Regions from separate parts of the Macaca mulatta genome. Here all the other regions are linked to region 3. Evidence: chromatin contacts called from public Hi-C and Micro-C data. All regions are on one chromosome and are shown on one strand. The core of a region is the stretch at or near the end of the contact, and the rest is flanking DNA. Distances in the headings are between cores, read along the strand shown. Region 1 holds the start of CWC15 (CWC15 spliceosome associated protein homolog). Region 2 holds the start of CCDC82 (coiled-coil domain containing 82). Region 3 holds the start of FAM76B (family with sequence similarity 76 member B).

The links. Hi-C and Micro-C count contacts between places; a contact is called where the count stands out from the background.
Region 1: a Micro-C map of CD4 T cells shows a contact between it and region 3, with 9 times the contacts expected there. The contact joins the promoter of CWC15 here to the promoter of FAM76B in region 3. A contact is called at or near these places in 3 of 14 Hi-C or Micro-C datasets (CD4 T cells, blood and fetal cortex germinal zone).
Region 2: a contact with region 3 is called in a Hi-C map of fetal cortical plate, with 3 times the contacts expected there. The contact joins the promoter of CCDC82 here to the promoter of FAM76B in region 3. A contact is called at or near these places in 4 of 14 Hi-C or Micro-C datasets (CD4 T cells, blood, fetal cortical plate and 1 more).

The regions. Positions count from the first base shown.
Region 1 is chr14:95,764,077-95,767,004 of T2T-MMU8v2.0, reverse strand. It overlaps CWC15 (CWC15 spliceosome associated protein homolog), which reads left to right and starts at 1,470. Exons shown (of 7, transcript NM_001266625.1): 1 at 1,470-1,562; 2 at 2,889-2,928. The coding sequence starts at 2,897. KDM4D (lysine demethylase 4D) reads right to left here and starts at 1,433. Exons shown (of 4, transcript XR_013404264.1): 1 at 992-1,433.
Region 2 is chr14:97,193,038-97,195,737 of T2T-MMU8v2.0, reverse strand. CCDC82 (coiled-coil domain containing 82) reads left to right here and starts at 1,412. Exons shown (of 9, transcript XM_077964239.1): 1 at 1,412-1,482; 2 at 1,802-1,955. It overlaps JRKL (JRK like), which reads right to left and starts at 1,312. Exons shown (of 1, transcript NM_001265892.1): 1 at 1-1,312. The coding sequence starts at 697.
Region 3 is chr14:96,602,030-96,604,729 of T2T-MMU8v2.0, reverse strand. FAM76B (family with sequence similarity 76 member B) reads left to right here and starts at 1,326. Exons shown (of 10, transcript NM_001193920.1): 1 at 1,326-1,737; 2 at 2,571-2,635. The coding sequence starts at 1,651. CEP57 (centrosomal protein 57) reads right to left here and starts at 1,241. Exons shown (of 12, transcript XM_077964224.1): 1 at 986-1,241.

The DNA.
Region 1 (2,928 bases), core at 221-2,720, 840 kb after region 3:
AGTGTGTAAGCGAGTGACTGATTGGAAGTGAAGTCTGGAAGTTAGGCAGGAGCCAGACTCCGTGGCGTCTCAGGTCACATTAAGAAATGTGATTTTTATCCTAACTGCAGTGAAATTTTACACAGGATAGTAACACCATTTGATTAATTTTAAAAGATCACTCTCTTGGCTATATGCAGCATTGACTGTAGGATAAAAGATGACGCAGGAAGATACAATAGGAAACAATTACAATCCAGGTAGGAGATGGTGTTGGCCAGGACAAGGGTAATGGCAGTAGAATAAAATTTCGGGTAAGTTTTAAAAGTAGAATTGGTAAGACCTGTAAATGAACCGTATGTGAAAAGTGAAAGAAAAGGAATTTAAGTAGGCACTCTGGGATTTTGGTTTGAGTAACTAGTATGATGATCGTGTCCTTTAGTGAGACGTGTAAGACTGGAGGAGGGATACCTTTAGTAAGAAAAATCAAGATTTTCATCTTGAACTCTATGAGTGAAAGGGCTTTTTCTGCTTTTCTTTCTTCATTTAAAAGTTGCAAAGAATTTAGAGGTAAGAAAGCATTTAAATATTCAACTTTGTGAGTTCTTTATATTTTAAACTAAGTTGGGGAAGTTGAATTTTCATTTGTTTAACAAATATTAATTGAGCAGCTACTATATGTCAAGGTCTATGTGATGAGATACTAAGATTAGCTAAACAATCAAGATCTCTGTTCTCAGGATTTTTTTTTATGGAAGGGAGGAGACAGGATTGGTGGGTTTTTGGTTTTTGGGTTTTCTCCTTTTCGTTCTTATTAAAACTTAACACTTAAGTAGCCATCTTAGTAATTACATCTTGTGCTCCTGGCAGTTGGGCCCACCGTTCTAAACGCTGTCGTAAATATTGACATCTCCCCTCCCACTAAAACTAACGTTTTTTAAATAAAAAATTTTAGCAAACATTACGAATACAACCTTTGCTTTGAAGTGTTAATATTTTTGCAGGAATGTACCTTTGTAAAGATCGTGGTTGCCCCGTACATATTTGTTCTTTCTTCATATCCAATTAAATGAAAACACTAGTTTTTCCGAAGCCCAACTCTCTAGGTTTGTTGGTTCTAGCTCAGGAGAAAGGATGGAAGCAGGAGTCGTTGGATTTAAACAGTTTGGTGTAATCCTTTTCCACGCTCTCTCCCGCTAGCCGGGGACGTGGTGTCGGCTACCCGGGGCTTTCCGTCCACGCAGTACCGGAATGAAGGAGTCTGGGAGGGGGTCGGGGACGGAAAAGACGGAAGAGACATTAAGTAATTGGTTCTTGAAGGTATAAAATGATATTTAGGGTCTACTCTAAGGCACTGATTTCAAACGCCCGCCCCCTGGGCCGTTTCGGCCCCGCCCCTTAGTGCCGTTACGCCGACTTCCACTTCGGCCACTGCGGATTGGTCGTTGCTTCCGCCTCCGAAGCGCTTGGATTTTGCTTCCGGGTCGTAGGCGCTAGCCCTGGGCGCAGAGGTTTCTGGGAGCCCGGAGTCGTAATGGCGTCTGTATGATCTTCGGAGATTGCTGCATCGGACCTCGGCCAGTGTGAGCGGCAGGAGGATAGGTTATCTTCCTCATCCCGGTGGGACGGGAAAGGGCAGTTGGGGTCGGAGTCGGCGGCAGAGTGCAGAGTGCGGGCGGTGGAGGACCTAGAGCAGCGGGCTAGGGGCGAAACGGAGTGCCTGTCAGGCGCGTCCGGAGCTCTCGGGCCGCAGAGGAGATCGCAGCATAAAAGGCAGCGCGCCTACCGCGTAAAGCGAACCCCAGGTCCTCCTTTCACTACCCCTCGCACCCCTGCGGCGCTGGGCACGGGTTAAGGGGCAACGAGTTTCTGGTTATAGCCAAAGACTAGCTCACGAGAGGCCGGAGTGATAATTCCGTTAGTGTGTGGGAAGGGGCGGACTCCCAGCTCCAGATAACCCCGTTTCTTCTTTGTATACATGTCTCTTACTCTTTTTGAAAATTAGGAGAAAGCACTCCCCCCCCCCAAAAAAATCCTCCCAGTTCGCCCACCCTCCCCACACACTTGCTTTTCCGACACTAACAGGGTTTTAATGACTGCATCTGCTAGGCAGTATTCTTGTGACTGCTCCAAGCAGAAAGTAACTTAAGGAATGGGTCCCTGATTTTTGTCATCAGAATCCTCTGGGGCTGAGGTTCCTGTTTTGTTTTTGTTTTTGTTTTTTTTGAACAGTCCTTAAGTTATAACCCACAAACGATCTGATTTATAATATGATGCCTGTTGTAGGAGAAAATTGGCTCAACAAAAGGTTAAGAATTTTTTTCTATGTACCTGTCATTGAAGTTTAACACACTTTCCTTAGTAACTTTTTTCTCAGACACTTAGTAACTTTGTCAGTGATATTTTTTGTTTGTTTTTAGCTTTTGTTTCTACTAGCCTATTTGCTATTGTGTGAAGTTTAGATAAAATGCAAACCTTAGAGAGTCTGGTAGAGTAAGGTTGAGTTGGAAATTTTTAAAACTTAGTCATGGTGGTACTGTATTTTTCAAGGCTTTTGACATGTCAAGTGTCATAATTCTTATAGTAATCCTATGAGGAATATCTCCATTCCACGGATGACAGAAAGTTAAGCCAGGTGACTTGCTCAAGCCCATATAGTCAGAAGGAGAATAGGGATGCAAACTCAGATCTTCATGACAGAATTTTTTGTACTAAGACAAGCCTGAGAAGCCCTATTCGTTGTATGGCCTAAGCCTCATAATTTGTTTTCCTGAAAACTTTTGTTTAAGAAGATTAAGCAGGTTTAGGGGAATGAGTTTTAGAATTTATTTCACTAGTATGGATATTAATACTCTGTAAAATGAGTGTTTGTATTGTTGTAAATAACTTGATTATATTTTTCTTCAAAGCATAAAAGATGACAACAGCAGCCAGGCCAACCTTTGAACC
Region 2 (2,700 bases), core at 163-2,662, 590 kb before region 3:
TCTTTGCTTTCCCCACAACACAAAGTTTAAGTTTGTGTAAACCTGTTGCATTGGCACAACACATGATTGTGACTCTTTCTTCAATTGATTTGTGCCCAGGGACAGTGCATTTACCTTTGATTACTGAAATTCTAGAAGGCAAGCACTTCCAAAAGAGTCCAGTTTCATCTGCATTGTAGATTTGTTCAGGCTGTAAATTCTCTCGTTCAATAAAATCTCTAAAGTTGTTACAAAAATCTTCCACTGCAGTCTCATCTCCATTTAATCTTTCATTTCTAATGTTAATCTCTCTAATGCTGTGCCGCTGCTTAAAACGAGTTAGCCAGCCGGCAGAGGGGTTAAAATCGCCATCCATTCCCAAAGCATAAAAGAAGAACTCTGCCCTTTTTGCACAAATTGGTCCAGATATGGGATTCCCTTTTGCTCTTTGCTGGTTGAACCATTCCAGCATTGCCCTGTCCAATTCCTCATACATGGATGGCTTCATAGATTTCCTCTTGGCCAAAAGACTTGTGGAATCAGAACTGCTTGCATAAGTTATAATCTTTTCCTTATTTTTTCTTATATCCCGAACTGTTGTTTCACCAATTCCGTAAATCACTGCCAGTTGTTTGGAAGAACCTCCGTCTTCAAGTTTCTTTATTATATCAAGCTTATCTTTAATAGTCAACACCACACGCTTCCGTTTCCCCGACATAGCGAGGTTCTGGGACTCACCCCACACTCACAAAGTAGCAATCCACAAAATCCTTCCTTCTCTTACACAGGCTCACTTTAACAGTCTTAATACACTCAGTCTTTCAACCTTACCAGCAACCTGGTGGCCCTGATCCCCTCCCGGGCTGGGGTTGGCTGGCAAACAGACTGCAGAAGAAGGTGAAAGAGGAGGAAGTTTGAGAGAACAGGCCTTTAACTTATACGGGCAGTAGCGGAGGCCCCATGTCACCGCGGATAATCCGGATTAAAGGCATGTGTTTTGTTACCCCAGCAGCCGCGAGAAACACTATAGCCCCATCGTGGCCACGAACCTCCTGCACGTCTAGATCCCGGGTAACCGCCCGTCACTAACCCCTGCCACACCCCAAAGTTACGGCAGAGAGCGGAAGAGCCAAGGAGTCAAGGAATGGCACCCTTCCTCAGGACTGATATGTTAGATTCCTTCCCCAGCAGCAGGGCCCTCCCGCCCCGCAGCCCCAGTTTCCCGCGCCGGCTTTAGCCAGGACAGTCCTCCCAGTCCCTCAAAGCCCGCCAGGCCCCTCTCCCCACCTCTCTTGCAACCAGGACCCGCACAGCTCCCTGACTACCGCGCGGCAGTCGCTCCGCCCCTAGCCACGCTCCCGGAAGACGCTCCCTCCCGCCGCTCGGCCCCGCCCCTCTCCCCACCCAGAGGCGGGACTTCCCTCGGTCCCCGGAAGCGGGCGGAGCATCGCTTGCCAGGTGCTGGTGCCTGGGGCGGGGGCGGAGGCGGAGGCGCTTTGAAAGGTGAGAGCGCGAGGGTTGTGCGGGCCTGTCGCCCGGCTGGGACTTGCTTGCGCTCCCACTGCTAATGGTTTATTAGAGGGGCGGGGGAAGCCGTGCCTCCTGGCGGGCCAAGAGAGAAATTCCCGCGGGCGCTGTTTGGGTGGGCCGGAGCGCGCCAGTCAGCCCTTTGCGCCTCTAGCACTCCTCCTCAGCTGAGCTGCAGTGGGCGCGGTGCCTTTTATTTCCGCCTTGGGGAGGTGGTTTGGATGTGGGGAGCTCGGTTGGTGATTTCTCGGGTTTCTGGCCTTTCCAAACCCTTGTAATTGTTATCTCGGTGCAGAGCCCTTTTGGGGTCTGGGGGTTTCTATCGTCCTGCGCGCGTCATCGCGAAGCTCGGCCTGAGGGTATGGTTTTCTAGCTACTGTGCTTTCCTGGAAGTGGAGTGACGGACTAGTGGGCTAGCAGGCGCTGCGTTCCTGCGTCCCGCCAAACAGGTTTGTAATCATGCAAATCACCCTTCCGGGTGTTAATTCCTGAGAGGATCTGTTCCTCTGTCTATCGCTCATTCCTGCTGGATTAACCTCCATTGTTAACGGATTTTAATGAATAATATAGTTATCCCGGATACCATTCCAGCGGGATCCACTTTGCGAAATTGTGGACTGTTGGACTGTGATTCTAAGTGGGGGAAATAGGCTTTCCTCTCTTTATGTTTATTTTCTCATATCCTATTTCTGTCATGTTCTGCTGTCCTGTTTTCTTGCCAACAGAGGAACCAGGATACATTTATTCATAGCAATGTGATAAGAACTTGATCATAATCATACACTGTAGCCTTCAAATCGTGTATTATGCTGGCTTGTTTTTGGTGTCCCTAGTAATTTCATCAGATTGTGAGCTGCTTGGGAGCAGAGACCATGTTTATTTGATCTGGTGGCAGCACAGTTCCAAGCAGGTACTTGCATTTTGGTAGATATTCAATAATTATTTTTCGGCTTATTAATCTTTGCTCTCCAAACTGCCACATAAAAGAAAACATCAAAGAGGAGTGATGTTTTACACACGAAATGGATCCCTCCCGGTGGAATTTCAAATAATGACCTCAGGTTCCACTGCCTTTCAAATCTCTAAAGTGTTAACTACCACCTGCATTGTTTATACAGCAAGTAGGTGATTTCTAGAATGAATCTTTTCTTGAGTATGAATTAACCTCAAAGTTTAGAAGGAAGTATATTTCTT
Region 3 (2,700 bases), core at 77-2,576:
CTACCTGCTCTGGCGAGTTTCCTAGAGGGGCCGCTGAACTCACGTGACCAAACGAGCTACGTTTTCGCAGGCCAGGGAGTGGGCAGTTATCCCAGTTGGGCCTTGAGAATGTTAGGCAACCGGGGTTGCTACGCCGAAAGGTGAATGAAGGATGGGGAACAGAGACGGCCAGTCTCCGTTCCAGTTTCACTGGAAGCCAGAGGGTGCAGTCTCGACAGAGGAACAGTGAATGGAAGCTTGGGGAGCGCGGGGCAATCTAGGCACTCCCGCCGTCCTCCGGAATTGACTCAGAAGCTGGACTGACAGAGCCCTGAAAGTGAGGAAACTCAAAGAGGCGCTTGGGACCGACGTGGGGACCACTCGCGCCAACTGCTGCTTACCGACAACTGGGAACCAGAAGCCGCAGAGACAGACGCCGCCGCCATCTTTCAGCCTGCCCAGGGGGGGTCTCCGCACCTTGGGGGCGGTCTGGGTTCTCGTGCTCTTCTCCAAGACTCGGGAGCCGCCCACCAGGGGCGACCCTGGGCTGAACCCCTGATGGAAAAGGGCAACGGTGCTGGTGCTCGCCTTGGAAACCCCTGCCACACACCCCCTCAGAGCAGCCTACGCTCACACCGTACACAGAAAAGGCAACACGTCCTAACGGACGTCTTCCCTAGCCAATCAAAACAGCAGGCGTCTTTTAGTAGCAGGAGAGAATCCGCCTCTTCCCTGGTGACGTCACAAGGTAGCGCGTAACTGGGCCTGCTGGGGGCCTACAACGCCGCGGGCTACTGGCCGGCTCTGCGGGGATTCTACGGTGGGGCGGGCCTCCTCCAGTAAGAAGCGTGGGCGAGTAGTGTTGTCGCCAGTGGCAACCGAACGGAGTAATGGAGATAAAACAAAAGCGAAGGCGAAGTTAAAGCACTCCACGAGTTCCCTCGGATTAAACGCAGGAGAGAGCGTGAGTTTGCCTCGGGGACGCCTCTCCAGGTGAAGTACTTACCTTTTGGCCAATAACAAATAGGATTAGGAGGGACTTAACGACTTAGTCCAATAGAAAGCAAGGATAAAAAAGTTGCGGCAGAGAACGAGCCTTTCGCGAACACTTGCCCAATTGGATTGGGGCGCTCTCACCCAAACCTGGGACTGGCTGTTAGAAATAGCCGCGACCGCAGACCTTTGGGCGGGGCAGGTTCAAAGCGGATTTCGCGCGCTGAGAGCTCCGGGCTCTCATTGGCCGGCGACATCCTCCCTTTGTGGGCGCTCCAGGCGTCGCGGAAGTTGGAGGTTGGGAGGAGCCACCGAGTGACGCGTGGCCTCCGCAGCCAATCAGGGATGGGGAAGGGAGGCCGAGAAGGAAGCGGATCCGCGGTCGCGCAGCTAAACAGCAACCCCTACCCGCTTCGTCTCCCTCCGCCGCTATCGGGGCCTAAGCGGGAGCGGCTGGCACGGCGTCACTGGGTGGGCTGGGGCGGAAGTGGAGGCGGAGGGAGACGGTGGCGTCGTCCGCGGGGCCCTGGGCTCTGGCGGCGAGGCCCTGGTGGGCGCGAGGCAGGGGGAGGGGGAGGAGGAGGAGCCCGCGGCCCGGGCGGCGGCGGCGGGTCTCGAGTTCTCCGTAGGGCCCCGCCTCGGAGCGGGCGGCGGCGGAGGAGGAGACTGAGGAGCAGGATGGCGGCCTCGGCCCTGTACGCCTGCACCAAGTGTACCCAACGCTATCCCTTCGAGGAGCTCTCCCAGGGCCAGCAGCTCTGCAAGGTCCGTGGCCTCCGGGAGGAGGGCGGGATGGATGTCCTCGGTCGTAGCCGGAGGGGGCCGGGTAGCCGCTGCACTGCAGCCCCTCTCTCTTTGCCGGCGCCTCGGGGGTTTGGGAGTCTGGTGTCCCCGCCTCCCCACTCGGGGACCCCTTTTTCTGGGGGCTTGAACATCAGCTGGGAACGGCCCCTGAGAGGGAGGCAGAATCGTGCCCTCTTCCAGGAGGCCCGGGCGGGTGCCGAACCCCGTCAGCGTCTGAGGGGTCTCAGAGGTGGGGTTGAGTGAGGCAGCCACCTGTCTATACCGCAGAGACCCAGGGGTGGAGATGTTTTCATCTCGGTTTTCTGCCTGGTCTGTCCTCTTCTTCCACCAGGAGGCAGGGGACGATTTTTGCACTTTCTTGCTAGGAACCCGAAGCCGCAAAGCTGATGGCATCCTCCTTCCCTGTCCAGGAAAGCGAAGCGACTGGTTTGGGAACAGAATGCTCTGATTTGGAGCTCCTCCCATCCCATTAAAGCCAGGATGCTGTCTGTGAGCAACGGTGCAAAATAATAAGTAGTTTCACATTTAACCAATCCTTGAAATCGGCCCTGACAGCTTTCTTAATTTGTCTGTAATATACCCCACGTCTACTAAAGACAAAGACACCTATGCCTTCCCTGAGGAATTATATTGTGATTGGCCACTTATATGATAAAGCATCCAGTTCCTTACGTTGGGGCCAGGTTTTATCAATATTTTAGACATTTCACTAGGTTGGGTAAACAATTTTCTACCAGAAAAGTGACATTTGGGACTTTCAGATAGATACCGACTAATGTATTGTCTTATTACAGGAATGTCGGATTGCACATCCTATTGTAAAATGTACTTACTGCAGATCAGAATTTCAACAAGAGAGGTTTGTATACTGAACAGTTTTTGACTGTTAAAGACAAGTGTTGTCTGTATGGAATATTTGGGGGT